Linked DNA regions of Mus musculus: all the other regions are linked to region 3. Evidence: chromatin contacts called from public promoter capture Hi-C data. All regions are on one chromosome and are shown on one strand. The core of a region is the stretch at or near the end of the contact, and the rest is flanking DNA. Distances in the headings are between cores, read along the strand shown. Region 1 holds the start of Pacs2 (phosphofurin acidic cluster sorting protein 2). Region 2 holds the start of Adssl1 (adenylosuccinate synthetase like 1). Region 3 holds the start of Dync1h1 (dynein cytoplasmic 1 heavy chain 1).

Region 1 (4,406 bases), core at 55-2,554, 2.4 Mb before region 3:
GTGGGGGGCATGGGGACCCTTGGCTCTCATTAAGGGAACTCAGAGACTGCTAAAGGAATTCAAGGGCCAGTGTGAAGTCTCAGGGCAATGCTGTAGAGAGCCAGAATTAAGTGTGGAGATCAGTTCATCTCTCCCTCCCCCCACCCTGCTTTAGGGGCCTGGGAGATGCTCCCACTGAGGCAAAAGCTGACCCTCAGGTCTCAGTCCTCCAGATGCCCCTCAGATCCATCCTTCCTTTCCCAAAGCCACAGACAGACCCAGAGGGCCTTGTGCATTCTAGAAGGGTAAAACCACTATCTAGTGGCCTCTGTACCCCCAACACCACACTCAGAGGCCTGCTGAAAGAACACAGAAAGTTCCCCTTCTCCTTCCTAGCATCTCTCTACTCAGATCCCCCTCCAGGGCACACTGTCCAAGTTCTGTGCCTGGAAGGCTCTTTGGTGATAAGGCCACTTTCCCTGACTCCCCAGAGGGAAGCCTGGAGCGCCCTCAACCTGGTGTCTAGAGTTCCTCTTTTCTCTCACTAGCTGAAGCTCCCGAGTAGGAGCCAAGTCAAGAAATCACAAAAGTTTCAAGCTGGGCACTAGAATGGGAAGCTGTAGTCCACACAGAGATGGGTGGCCACAGTGTCCGCCCAGCGGGTAAATTTTGTCTAACCCTTTCCACGGGGCGAGGAGGAGGTCGCCTACCCAGGGGAGAAAGACCAGGCTTGTGCAACGGCAAAATTAACAGCTCCAAGCAAAGAGTACAACGGTCTCGGGAGCTCTCGTCACAACGCCGGACACAAGGCCGACAGGTGAAGAGAGCGCAGACCTCACCCGCAGGGTAGATGGAGAGGAGACAGCGGCGTGTCCCGGGAGCCTCAGGCCCAGGCCTCTGGGGTGTGACAGTGCCGCTGCACGCCGGAGGAGAGCTGTGGCACTAGCCGAGAGCTCCACCGCCTGAGGTCCGCTGCGCAGCCCGGCCCGGGACGCAGGTGTCAAGGTGCGGGCAGAGCACCGGCCGGGCGAGCCACAGGCCCGCTGCCCCGCCCCGGCCCTCGCCTTGCAGTCACCCGCGCGCGCTCGGGGGCGCGGGGTCCCGGCCCGCAGGCAGGTGCGCGCGGACAAAGCGCAGCACGGGGGCGTACCTGGGCACGCAGCTGGGGCTGGAGCCGTCCACCTCCCAGGTGGCAAACAGGTTCATGGGCACCGGAGTGTTGAGCGCTCCGGGCGCGCCGGGCAGGCCGAGGCGGCCCCGCTCGGCCATGGCGCCGGCCCCGCCGTCCCTCGGCGGCCTGGGGCTGCGCCGGGCCGCGGGAGCGCGGCGGGCGGGCGGGCCGGGCGCGCGGAGGGCGGCGGCGCGGTCACATGGCGCCGGCGGGCGGCGGGAGTCCGGCAGGCCCGCGGGCGGTGTCCAGGCTGCGCCCGCGCCCCGCCCCCTGCCGCACCGCGCCGCCTATTGGTCGACGGGGCAGGGCTCGCGCGGCGCACCCAATCACCGCCCACCGGAAGTGAGGCGCGCGCCCCAGGGCGTCTCCGGCGCCCAGCCGCGGGAGCGAGCGCGCGCGGCGGCGCACAGGCTGTGCCCCTCTCAGGGACTCAGGCGAGCGACGTGATGGCTGCGGGAGTGACCAGGTCTACGAACCCCTCACGCTCCCTGCGGCGGACCGCGGGCCTAGGGACGTGACCATGTATCCCGGTGACTCTCATCCGGTTGCCATCCTGCGTGTCCCCGCACAGGCCCCTAAGGCCTGGCTCTCGCACTCTGTAGGCCCCACCCACCCTTATTCCTTGAGGAGTTTCAGCCACCATCTGTCCTCCCTAGCTGCCCCATCCAGCAACCTCCGCCCATCCAGCCTCCTCCTATATTCAGCAGTGCTTTATTTATTTATTTTTAAGTTTTTCTCAAGAGCATCTCAAATATTTGGTACAGGGTGCATTCTCCCTTGCTCGCAGTGAACTTGGGCCAATAGGAGGGGCGGGTGGCCGATCAGACTGCAGGGCCCAGTAGGCAGGGGATTCCAGGCATGGCCTGGAGAAGGCCGGCTAGGCTCTGGGCCTCAGGAAGAAGCTCTCAGTGGCAGATGTCCCTCCCCCTCTTTTTGGCTGTCTTTGGTCAAAGTCAACAAATTTAGGGAAAAGCTTTTCTGGCATGTCTTGTTTCTTTGTATCCACGGCTTTACACAATTGCCTTTCTCCCGCTAGGTTCCATGTCTTATTATCTTCTAGTAAGCTTATTGAAACAATTCTAACTCAAATCAATCTGACCTGGCTGTCCCTCCTTGCCCTTCAGGTTTACCCAATAGTCCTGTTTTCTGCCTTTCTTCCCAGGAAGGCATTGTGGGGGTGGTCCCTCCTCTGCTATGACACCCCAACCCCTTGCCATCTACATTTGGAGCTCCTCTGCCAGAGGCAGCCTCCTGCTGTAACTCCAGGATGGGAGCTGCAAACAGCTGCAGCTGCTTAAAGCCAGAGTCTGCTTTGAAGAGAACAAGGGGACCTGTGTTTTCCTCATGTTCCTCACTCGCTGGGGTGGTAAAACAAAGTCCAGAGGGTCTGTCAGTCTGTGGCCAGCTGAAATGAATATTGTCTGACATTGCAGCCCTATTGGGGCCAGTAGTAAGGCTTGTACCTAGGAAACCAGAGGCTGTGTTCACCGAGCTTCATCAGCCTTGGTGGACAGGCTGCCTTTGATTGGAAGCAAAAGACAAGCATCCACTGACCTCAGCAATTGGCAGACAGCGCTGGGGACAGACCAAGGGTGCATTTGCAGGCAGAAGAATGGGCTGTCTGATGAGTTGTGTCTGTGTGCGCCAGGCAGGCATTGCAGCCAGGGTCAAGGGAGGAAATAAGAGTGACCAAGCTGTGCATACCGGGGCATGGCACCAGTGGCCTTGGTTGAGCTGTGCCATCTTGTACTGGACACCATTGTAGGTTCTCAATGAATATGACATATATCTGCCCAGCCTCACTTTAGATGGAAGGAAAGTGAGACACATGCTGTCTGCACTTTCTAAGGGAAGGGGGGGGCTGTTAAGGTAGGTCATGGGGACGGGTTAGTGGTGACCAGTGTTTTCCAAGTGACTAGATAGCAGTTTGAATCTGTTTCACCTGTTATTTGGATCTTTGGCCTCTGTATTTGAAAATAATGGCTGTCTCCATTCTCTTTTTGTAAACTGTAGGTCCTAAGACAACTTCCTTAAAAGCCAGGAAATGTGTCTTCCTGTGAACTAGGTGTGATGTGACTCCTACCCTTCTACATTTGTAGCATTCCCCTACCATGTTTCCTTTAAAATGGGAACTTAGTTCAGGATGAGCCTCGGTGGGCAACCGGGGTGACCGGGGAGAGGGCCCAAGGAGGGAGACCTCCGGAGCCCTGTAGTCCCAAGTCAGCACACATAAACCATGGTTAAGACCTGAAAACAAGCTGTCTGTTCAGCAGCAGGACACTTGTTTGTTGGGAGGAATTAAATTTGGGGTTCCAGAAAAGGCCTCGGGCATTGGCAGGAAGTAGAGGTTTTAGCCAGCTTCCTAACAGACCCACAGATTTTGACTGGGTTCCCCTCAGCCTGCACACTGGGAATCTGAGCTTCCTGGCTGATGTTCCAGACCATGCATTCCTTGGAAACTACTCATCTGCTTAGCTTGAGTTTAAATGATAATGAACCTGGCATGAGGATGTGATACAGCTGTGTAGGCATGACATGGCCCATGCCTGAAGGAGCTCCCACAGAGTCCAGGGACCTTGCAATGAGTCCAAGGCACAGGAACCACTGGGACTCCAGGCCTCTGCCCATGCTAGGGGCACACTAAATAGATACTCATGTGTATCTATTTAGTGAAGGAGCTCTGGTGGGCACTAGGCACCGAGCCTTCTGCTGTTCTCTGGTCCATCCTCCTTTGCACTGTTAACTTTGGGCTCCAGTCCATCTGATGAGTTGCCAAGACCCCGGGTGGCTTGTGGCTCTGTGTTAACATAGTTCATATCCTGCATCCCTGTCAGCCTTGCTGTCGCAGAGGCAGGGTTTCAGAGTCAGCTCAGGCCTGTATAGCTGAGCCACTATCAAGGAGGCAGAAACAGAAATTTCACACATGGAAGATACGCTGGTCACATGAAGTGTGGGTCACGCATGCCTACTTCAGGGAAAGGAATGTTGTGTCCAGGAACCCAAGTAACCTTCAGAAGCCAAGTGGGTGTGCAAGTGGGTGAGCAAGTGGGTGTGCAAGGAGAGGCTGTGAGCAGCAGCAAGGCTCATGGCAGAGCACCAGACCCTGGGTCCTTCTGAGCTGAATACAGTGTTGCAGACATGGTCTACAAAAGTGAAACAGGACTGTAGATGTTATCGAGGGTGCTGGGGTTCTCTTGTAATGCTCTTAGTCTCAGTAATAAAGGAATTCAGAGGGGCTGGTGAGCTGGCTCAATGG
Region 2 (4,384 bases), core at 1,306-3,805, 2.0 Mb before region 3:
ATTACATTCTGACCCATACACCCTCTATTAATCAAGGTAGCAAAGCAAGAAATGAGGGTACCTGGCAGGGCTGGGCAGAGTCAGAGCCCAGGGTAGTGGAGACCAGCAACAAGTGTCTGTGGACATGGAAAAGTGTGGAAGCCAGATCTGGAGGATGGCTCCATTGGCTCAAAGGGTTAGGTGGTAGGACAGCTCACCCTCCAGAAGCCCAAGGAACGGGTAGCCTAGCTGGCTATACAGCATTTTTAGGTAGCGAACTTACTGGGGGAGAGGGGGGACACTTGATTTGCATTCTTGTGTTTGCCAGCCCTTTGGCACGGCTTTGGGCTTGGCCTCTGGAGCCTTCATTTGGTTCGTGCACCCATTCAAAGCCAGAGGCAACTTACCTAGCCCCCCACCCTGCCAGCCTCTGATCACACAGGGCTGGCCATAGGCACATAAGATCAGGGAAGATATGGGAGGCCACAGGCAAGCAAAGAGGTCCCCGCCAAGGGGAAGGACAAGTGCAGGAAACCAGAGTAGTCACCAAGTGCTTGCAATGACTCAGGGGCTGGGCACTCAGGGAAAGGACTGGAGTTGATTTCCAGAGGGCTTGATGGAAGGCTGACTCTTCTGCCTTGTCCATGAAGTGGGGGGAAAGAGGACAGGTCTCTTGGCTTATGATAAAGGCTTCAAGGGACTCAAAGGAACAGTTAGTTTGGTTCTTCAACTTTTCTGAGCCTCAGTTTCCCAACCTGTAGAGGAGCTCTGTGGGAGGCTCCTGACTTGCTAGTTCACGAGAGACTGGAAGAGAAACATGTCTCTATTCTCATATTCCTCAGGGGAACACCTGTTTGGGTCTGCTGGGGAGGTCAGGTGGTGGGAGAGATAGCCCCTCTGAGTGGGTGACTGTGACCCTGTGCTGATCCTTGAATGTCCTGTCAAGAAATGGGGATCTGGATCTGTCATGGTGACTTGGGCATAGAGCAGGGATAGCTCATCTTCACCCAGAACTGTGTCCGCAGAAGGAGACGGAGCCTGGGACCATCGAGGCTCACCCCTGACAGTGCTGACCAAACCCAGCAAGTTGTGTGGAAAGACTGTAGGCGCCACAGGAGCAAACGGCTCTGAGGAAGGGTGGGGGCTTTGGTGCTGGGTCGCTGGAGAGCAGGACTCCAGACCGCTGGGAGTAAATCCCAGTTACATACACATAGCTGGACAATGCATGCAAGGTGTAGGGCTTAGGAGGCCCAAGGTCTGTCCTTAGGACCTAGAGACTTCAAGGGAGAGGGGTGAACAGGGTGAGAGAGCAGGGTAGCTCCTCATTCTTAAGAGAGTTTCCAGAAATCCTCATCCCCAGCTGGGCAAATGTGGCCCAGGGAACCAAGCTATGCCTCCGGAGGCCTCCTAGGAGTCCTCGGGAACTCAGCAAGAAAGCCACAGAACCAGGGAGACAGAACTCCAGCAGGTGTTCCCACCTTCATTTGGGTCAGCAGCCATAAGTGTGGCTCCAAACCCAGTATCACAGAGTATCTTCCCTCAAACCGAGCCCTCTGTGCTGAGGATGGCACCGCAGAGGCAGTGTGGCTGTTAGCTGCAGCTCAACACCACAGAGACTTAAGGAGAGCAGGCAGCTAGCCCTAGGAGAGTACCCACCCGCTGTCCAGAGTCAGTCAGAACAAATGTGGGTGCTCAGAGCACTTTGCAGCTGGCCAAGGGCACAAAGACTGTCTCTGGCCTTCTCTGAGCACTACCAGCCACCGGGTCACACCCTGCCCGGGAAATCTGTGACTCCTCCTTTCTCCATGTCAGCCAGACCCCTTTGAACTCTGCTTTAGGCTCCTGACCCTGCGTTCCTCTAGGTTAGAAACCTATCTTCATCCTGTCTCTGCCTGGCTGACTCGCCGAGGACACCCCCCTTCTCAGAAAGCAGCTCTCACCCTTTGCTGCATCTTAGGGTACCTCGACCCACCCCGTTGGGGCTTTCCCCACTGGAGGGCCCACCATCACCGCCCTGGAACGCCCTACCCCTGAGGATCCCATGTCCTCAACTCAGCGACTTATATTTTTAGCTCGGGCTCCTGCCATTGCCCTGGGGAGGAGGTGGGTGGGTGGTGGGAGGCCAAGAGCTTTGTGTGAGAGGGTGTGTGTGGGAAGGAGGACTTAGGCAGTGGGGAAGGTACTCCTGGGAGGGAGGAATCCAAAAGGCTGTGACCCACTCAGGGCACAGGAGGAAGGGGTTCGTCCGGATCCCGGGGAAGGGGAGAGGCTCGCTGGGCAGGTTAGGGAGGGACTCGGCGCCTGGCCCGCACCTGGCAGCGACTGACGATGTCGGCGTCCGTGGCCAGCAGGTCCACCACCTTGCCTTTGCCCTCGTCCCCCCACTGCGCGCCCAGCACCACGGTCACGCGGGAGCCTGTCGCCGCCGCCTCCTGCTGCAGCCGCCCCCTCTTGACTCCGCCTGTGCCGGGGGGCCGGTCGTTGGAGGCTCGGGTCCCGGACATGCTGGCTTAGCTCCTCTGCTGCTCTGGGCCAAGCGAGAGCCCGCCGCCGCCAGAGCTCTCGCTCCATTAAATGCGGACGCCTAGAGAGGGGGGCGGGCCGGGGGCGGGTCCTGCGCACGCGGTGACGCACCTCGGTGACCTGCGGCCACAGCTCCCTGTCCCTGCCGCTGTCGCTGCAGATGGCGCGCACTTAGGGTGCTAGACGCCCCGACACGACTTGGGCAAGCAGATGACTCAGAACACCCTAGGACGTGAGAGGTGCCAGTGCTGCACGACCCGGACTCTACCCCTGCCCACTGGCCTGCTAGGACTAGGGTTTGGGGTTGCACAAACAGCGGAGGAGGCTGCTTTTTCCGGGGCAAGAGAGCGGTTAACAAAAGCAGAACCACAGATGTTTCTTTGCCGTTAATCTGGAGGATCTGCCTGCGGGATCACCTGTTTTCCCGTCTTGAACCTCGAGTCCAGGACCAGGAACGGTTCTCCTGAGAGCCGCCCAGAAAGTCACCTTAACTAAGACGATCTCTCTCCACCAGGCCACATAGTCACCCCTGCTGGCCCAGGATATGCAGCTCTTGGGTGGCTGTAGCTAGCTACTAGCCCAGCGCCAAGTGTAAGATGAAGTACCCACATCCGCTCGGGGTCAGAGCAACTTGAGGGACACAGGAGCAGAGGAGGATTCAACTTTCCAAGAGACCTCGGGGTCGATGGTTTCTGCCACTCAGTCCAGACTGGAAACAGGGACAAGGGAAAGTCCTGAGGCTGGGAGGCCTGTGTGGCATGCTCCCCCCAGCCCCCCACTGGTGCGTGTCCTTCCAGGGTGTGCTAACTGACCCCTGGGACAGGTTCACAGAGCAGTCAGGCTCCTAGTTGTCCTGGGGGCAGTTCGCAGGACTGTCACAAGACCAGTGAGACTAGACACACCCTCTGGGGGACTGACACCCCCCCTCCCCCAGCTTGGGGAAGAGAGGCTATTCCCAGTCAGCCTCAGCCACACTGCTGCTACCCTCCCTGGCTGTGCAGGTCATGGTGGTCTGTGTCTTCTGTTTCACATAGGGACATAGACACTCTCTTCAGTTGCTATGGCTGAAGCAGTCAGGGCCTCGGATCTGGACACTACTTCTTAGAAGAGCCTTACAGTCTTTGTGTGCAGATTACAATATCCTTCTCTACCTCACTCAGTGCCACAGTGGGGAGGGGGCAAGCGAGTAGACGTGGCATCTAGAGTTAGTGGTTCAGGCCAAGATCTCCTGAGCAGTGGCTGGGACAGGCAGAAATCCCTGATAAGGTCTTTCAGGAAGGTGTGCTCAGAAGGCAAAGCAGGCAGAGAAGGCTGATGCAGGAACGGAGACAAGGGGTAAACAGGAGAATATGGGGGGGGTTGTCACAGGAGGAAGGGTAGGGGGCACAGCAGCTTCTGAGGACTGAGGGAGGAGAGAGGCTGGCAGAATGTTACACAGGTCAATGAACTTTTTCTCCAGGTGAGAAAGATTATGCTTTAAGAATGCCAGTGTTGAATGTCACTTTGGTCAGGTCACTTTAATGCTTGCCCTTGTCCCCTTGGGAGGTGTTGCTGCAAGCCTGAAAGGAATCCTGGCTCCCTTTCCTGGGGGGAACCAGGGGTTCTTGGTGAGAGGTATTTAGGGTTCAGAGGGACCTACTATGGGGGCTTAGACGGGTCCTGGGCACTGAGGCTTCTAAGCCTGAGACTATAAATAGCCAAGGGCCCACATAGAACGGGGAGGGCTTTTCTAAAAACAGCTTCACTCAGGCTCAACAGCTGGGACCCTGCCAGTCACAAGGCTCAGCCGGAATTAGCACCCCCACCCCCTCAGTGAGCCCAGCCCGGGATGGTGGGCAGTGTAGCAGCTGCTAAGTTTGGGGGGAGTCTGGCTTTGCAGCTG
Region 3 (4,802 bases), core at 799-3,298:
TGCAAGTCATTATGGAACCTTGCTGGGATGCTGGATCATCCCTTGCTGAATAGACACTTGTTCCATTCCACCCTTGATACAAGACGGACAGATATGAGGAGAACAAATTACTAATGACAGAGCAAAGAGAAAAACTTGGGGATTTTTTTTCGTAAAGAGAAATCATGACTCATGGTTTTTGTGTTTTTATATTGAAATCACTAATTTCAATACACAAACTGTGCAACAAAGAATATAAAAGAATTAGCTAGGGCCAAACTACTCAAAATCGTTAAAAACATAGGTTAAAAATGTATTTTAATAAAATGTATTTTCACATACCCCGCAAAAGAGCAAGTAGGGATCAAAGGGCTCACAGGGCCCTGCTGGGGCAGGGTTCCAGATGACTTTCATTTCAGATATGTTTCAAATTTTCTACAGTTACATGGTCTTTTGGACAAAAATAGATTTCCACGCAGGAATAAATACAAACTCCAATGTAAAGGAAACCATCTTCAGTCACACTAACACTAGCCAGGCACTAATAGCATCCTAATGCTTTAGACATTGTGTGTAGATTGAAGAAAAATATTCTGCTATCTTCTAACTGCAGGCCCAAACCAAGGCTGTGTGAACATTTTGTAATTAAGAATAGCCTTAAAGCGATACAAACTATCGAAAGGACAGCCACTCTGGTTTTCTAACGGAACCACACAGCCTTTGGAACTCTAGGGAACTTGCTAGCAAATATTCTCAGTCCATCTTCAATCCCTAAGGGCTATTTTACTTTTAAACAGCACATCTGGGTTCCTAGGGAAATGCCACACCCATTCGCCAGCATGTCATACAAGTTCCCCAGATGCTACAAAGTGGTTTTAAAGCCTCAAGAAGGAAGGAGTCCTGCAAGCAAGCCCCCTATTCCAGATCAATCTAGGGATGTTGTGAGAGTCTCTGCTGGAGGACACAACGGGAACATGTCAGCTTCTTTGCCTCCTTCCCCAACTAGGTAAGCAACAGTTCTTAAGTCTTTGAAATCAGACTTAAATGTCACAGAGCTGTCATTAGGGTCATCTAAGCAACAATTTCAAGCCATGATCAGCAAAACAAGCAATTTGGACTGGAAACTGATATGCTGAGTCTAATCTCAAGGTCCTGTATTTTAGCTGGTGACCTTGGACCAGCCACGGGACTCAGTTTCCTGGTTTGTAAAACTGGGAGATACACCCACTCAACAATGATGCTGCGAGGCCAATGGAGGCCTACGCGTAGGCAGCCGCAGACAGCAGAGATGCTGGGTGACCAGGGCCTGCCCACTCCGGCTCCCGCCAACCCACCGGTCCCCGAGCCCACCCAAGGGCCAGCACCTAGGCTGTCCTAGACACACTCTTCCCAAAGCGAGCTAAGCTTGGATACGAATCGAAACCAAAAAAGCTCATGTGACTCTGGAGGCAGGGATGCGGCCCTGTGCCCAGCCGGGACCGGGAGACGCTGTCTCCACCCAACTCGGCCATCTTGAGAAGCCGCGGAGACAAAGCGACCCCACTGTGCGGGCGCTGGCGGTCCGGGCACCCTAGCTGCTCCACGCGACCGGGGAGGGGGCGCCGCGCACCTTTGAGGGTGGAGCGCTCCACCAGGACCGTGTGGACCTGCGGGTCTGACAGGAACTTGCGCATCTGCTCCAGGGCGCTCTTCTCCTCCAGCGCCGCCTCCAGCGCAGCCGGCGCGTCGCCGCCGTCCTCCAGCAGCAGCGGCACCAGCTTACGCAGGTGCTTCTGCAGCACCGCCACGTCCGCCACATTCTGCACCGCCGACACCTCCAGGCCGGCCGAGCCGTCCTCGCCGCCGCCCGGCTCCGACATGGCGGATCCACGGAAGGGAGAGAGATAGAAAGAGAGAGAGCGAGAGCCGAGAGGAGCGGCCTCCGGCACGAGAGAGCAGTGAGCGAGGGGAACCGGCGACAGGAGACGCTCTGCCCGCTAACCCGCGGCCGACTGCGGACAGCGGAGCCGGCTCCGCCCTAAAGGCCGCCGCTCCCGCCGGCCCCGCCCCGCCCGCTGGCTGCAGCCACCGGCGCCCGCTCGCGGTCGGCGTCGCGACGTTACGCATGCGACTGGAGGCGGGGCTATGTGCGGCGCCGCGTGGCCTTTTGGGACTTGTAGTCGGAGGGCAGGGCGGGACCCATTACTCTGCGCAAAAGTGGTCCAGGAACCGCGTCTGTCTTCATTGCCAGGTGGCAGAGAATATCACAGAGCCAGCCCCTCAGGCTTCATAAATAGTGTTTTAAGGATGCATTGACGAGAATTGACATTTAGTGAGAGTTCATCCTCTGCCCGACATTGCTATTAATAACCTGAGTTCTCCCGTTGAATGAATGGAGTCTGGAGTCCCAACTGCCCAGTCGTTATTAGATACACATTGGGAAGATGAGGACGTTTTTTCAGAGGAGATGAGGGGCATGCCCACAATGACTTCGCTAAACTGGATAGGGAGAGAGTGGAAGGGAGATGATTTTAGCTGAGGAACTGGCGTCTGAGGAAGGGAAGGTTAGGTATGGGTGGAGCAGCAACTGCAGTGCAGTCTAACGGTAGGCTAAAAGAAACCTGGATAGTAGGAACATCAAGCTACGATGGGACCTGGCTTCTGAACACAGTGTCATTTACCAAGCGAGGGTGATGTAAGAGAAGGACGCATGAGTGAATCCACTGACAACGGTAAGCTCCCCATACCTGCAGCACCCACCGCTCTGTGGGTTCGGGAATCTGGATCGGCAGGAGGCAGGGGCTCAGATTGCTCCTAAGTTTCCCTGCATCTGACCCATCACCCCTCCTCCCATACACGGAGGACAAGAAGGGCAGAATCTCTTTGCTTACTTTCTTAGGGTTAGTAACTGGCCTTTGAAAGTTCAGGTCATAACTTGCCTGTTCAATTGGGTAGAGGGAACTAAGCCAAAATGATCTTTAAAAATATAATAATGCCGAGTTAGAAAGCTGAGTCCTGATTGGTGGGATGATGGTGGTATGACTTGATTCTCCCAAATCATCTTTGGAATACGGGAAGCCCTACAATATGCTTATTCCTTGCACAATTGTCCTGTGCCAGGTCCCAGAGGCTGCTGATGGAGGCCCGAAGATTCTTCTAGAAGCCAGACAGAGAGAGAGACAGAGAGACAGAGAGAGAGAAAACAGATAAATATCCCCATTCTCCCTCCATCAGCCCACCCTGGTGTAATGTGTCATAAATAATCTTGCAGAGGTGAGAGGACAGACCCAAAGCTACTGTGGTGAATTGCTACTGTGGAATTGCTGGCGTACTGGCAGTGATCAATACTGAATGTCCACCTGACACTAGGTGCTGTGTTAGTGTTTCCCTCTGCCTATCCTGCAGAGATAGGAACAAGGACAAAAGACCGGAGATTCTGAAACCTGCAGGGACTTAGTGGGTGTGGGGCTGATTGCACACTGGCTGCACTGTGAGTCAGCACCTGGGAAATGCAGTCATTCAGTTATCCGAGGACTCACTCATCTGCAACCTGGCTCCACGCCAGGGGACAGATAGCAGGCTCAGACTTTGGATTATTATCATTCCAAAGAAGACAGAAATGATTTGTTTACAAGGATTTACAAGTGGATCAAACCTGTGTGCTTTTTCAATAAACATTCTGTTTTTGTTTTTTAATATAGTAAGAACAGACCTGCTGCACACAGGCTGCTGAGATTTCTAAGGGCACCATCCTAGAGGCTGGCCAGGCTGAGACAGGGCTAACGAGGAAGCTGAGCTTGGCTGAAGATGCCCTTCTGCTTCGTGGCATAGGACGCAGCCAATCTTGGGTGGGGACCCGGCCTTTCTAGTCTCCTGTCTGTGAAAGCATCTGCTTTCAAGTGTTGAGAGGAGCTGGGAAGAGCATTTCTTTCCTGATGAGGGATGCTGGTGGCGGCTAGAGTACATACAACTTTGTCATAAATTTGTGATACACTGTGTAGAGGTCTTGCGCATTCCCAACATCTCTTTAAAATACCATATGACGTGCTGTTGAGATACCGTGTCAGGCTCATTCTCTGTATTCTGCCCCCTCTCTCAAGCCCTAGAGAGCACACAATCTCTCAGTGGGACCACTGTCAAACCAGCACCTCCAGGCTGTGTTTCCAAATACCCCTTCTCTGAATTCCATATTGGACTTTTGTTTTTCAAGGTCTTGTCATGTAGCCCTGATTGGCCTGGTACTCAGCATGTATGTAGTACATGCTGACTTCAAACTTGAGCAATCATCCTATCTTGGCCTGTAATTCCAGCCCTAGAATTGTGGCGTGTCCTACCATACCTGGTTCATGTTGGGGCATTCACTCATAATCAACCCCACATCTGACATTGCTCTTAGGCCTGGAGAACACCCAACACTTTCTTAATGTATACTTAATGTATGCTTCCAGTCCAGGAATGGGAGGAAGGCGAGCGGCAGGGCACATACAGGTAAAGATTTGGAATTTCTTTGCCATACTTTCAGACAGACGACATCATTTGCGCTACTAGGCACAGCTGGAGGATCTAGCTGGCATTTCACCTCACTGCAGGGCACTTTTGATGAAGCTTGTTCCAGACTCTTATCCCCTTTCTGTCTTGCTTCGGCATTAAATGGGCCTCATAAGGACTGAACTGGATCCGGGTTTTGGAGTTGAAGACCAGGGAAGCCTTGCACCATCAGAACAGGAAAAGTCCATTTGCGCCCTCTGGTGGTCACGAATTTCCTCACTTTCAGGGGGCCTTCTTTCTACTCCCCACCTCCCCATCCATCTGTGTGGTGCCACCCGGTCAGCTAGCAAATGCCA

The links. Promoter capture Hi-C pulls out the DNA fragments that hold promoters and counts their contacts.
Region 1: a contact with region 3 is called in a promoter capture Hi-C map of liver, with 4 times the contacts expected there. The contact joins the promoter of Pacs2 here to the promoter of Dync1h1 in region 3. A contact is called at or near these places in 2 of 39 promoter capture datasets (both in liver).
Region 2: a contact with region 3 is called in a promoter capture Hi-C map of pre-B cells, with 5 times the contacts expected there. The contact joins the promoter of Adssl1 here to the promoter of Dync1h1 in region 3. A contact is called at or near these places in 2 of 39 promoter capture datasets (liver and pre-B cells) and 1 of 484 Hi-C or Micro-C datasets (B cells).

The regions. Positions count from the first base shown.
Region 1 is chr12:113,011,406-113,015,811 of GRCm38.p6, reverse strand. It overlaps Pacs2 (phosphofurin acidic cluster sorting protein 2), which reads right to left and starts at 1,304. Exons shown (of 24, transcript NM_001081170.1): 1 at 1,130-1,304. The coding sequence starts at 1,248.
Region 2 is chr12:112,618,218-112,622,601 of GRCm38.p6, reverse strand. It overlaps Adssl1 (adenylosuccinate synthetase like 1), which reads right to left and starts at 2,555. Exons shown (of 13, transcript NM_007421.2): 1 at 2,292-2,555. The coding sequence starts at 2,483.
Region 3 is chr12:110,598,641-110,603,442 of GRCm38.p6, reverse strand. It overlaps Dync1h1 (dynein cytoplasmic 1 heavy chain 1), which reads right to left and starts at 2,048. Exons shown (of 77, transcript NM_030238.2): 1 at 1,589-2,048. The coding sequence starts at 1,838. Gm35558 (a long non-coding RNA gene) reads left to right here. Exons shown (of 2, transcript XR_381950.4): 1 at 1-2,690; 2 at 3,079-4,802.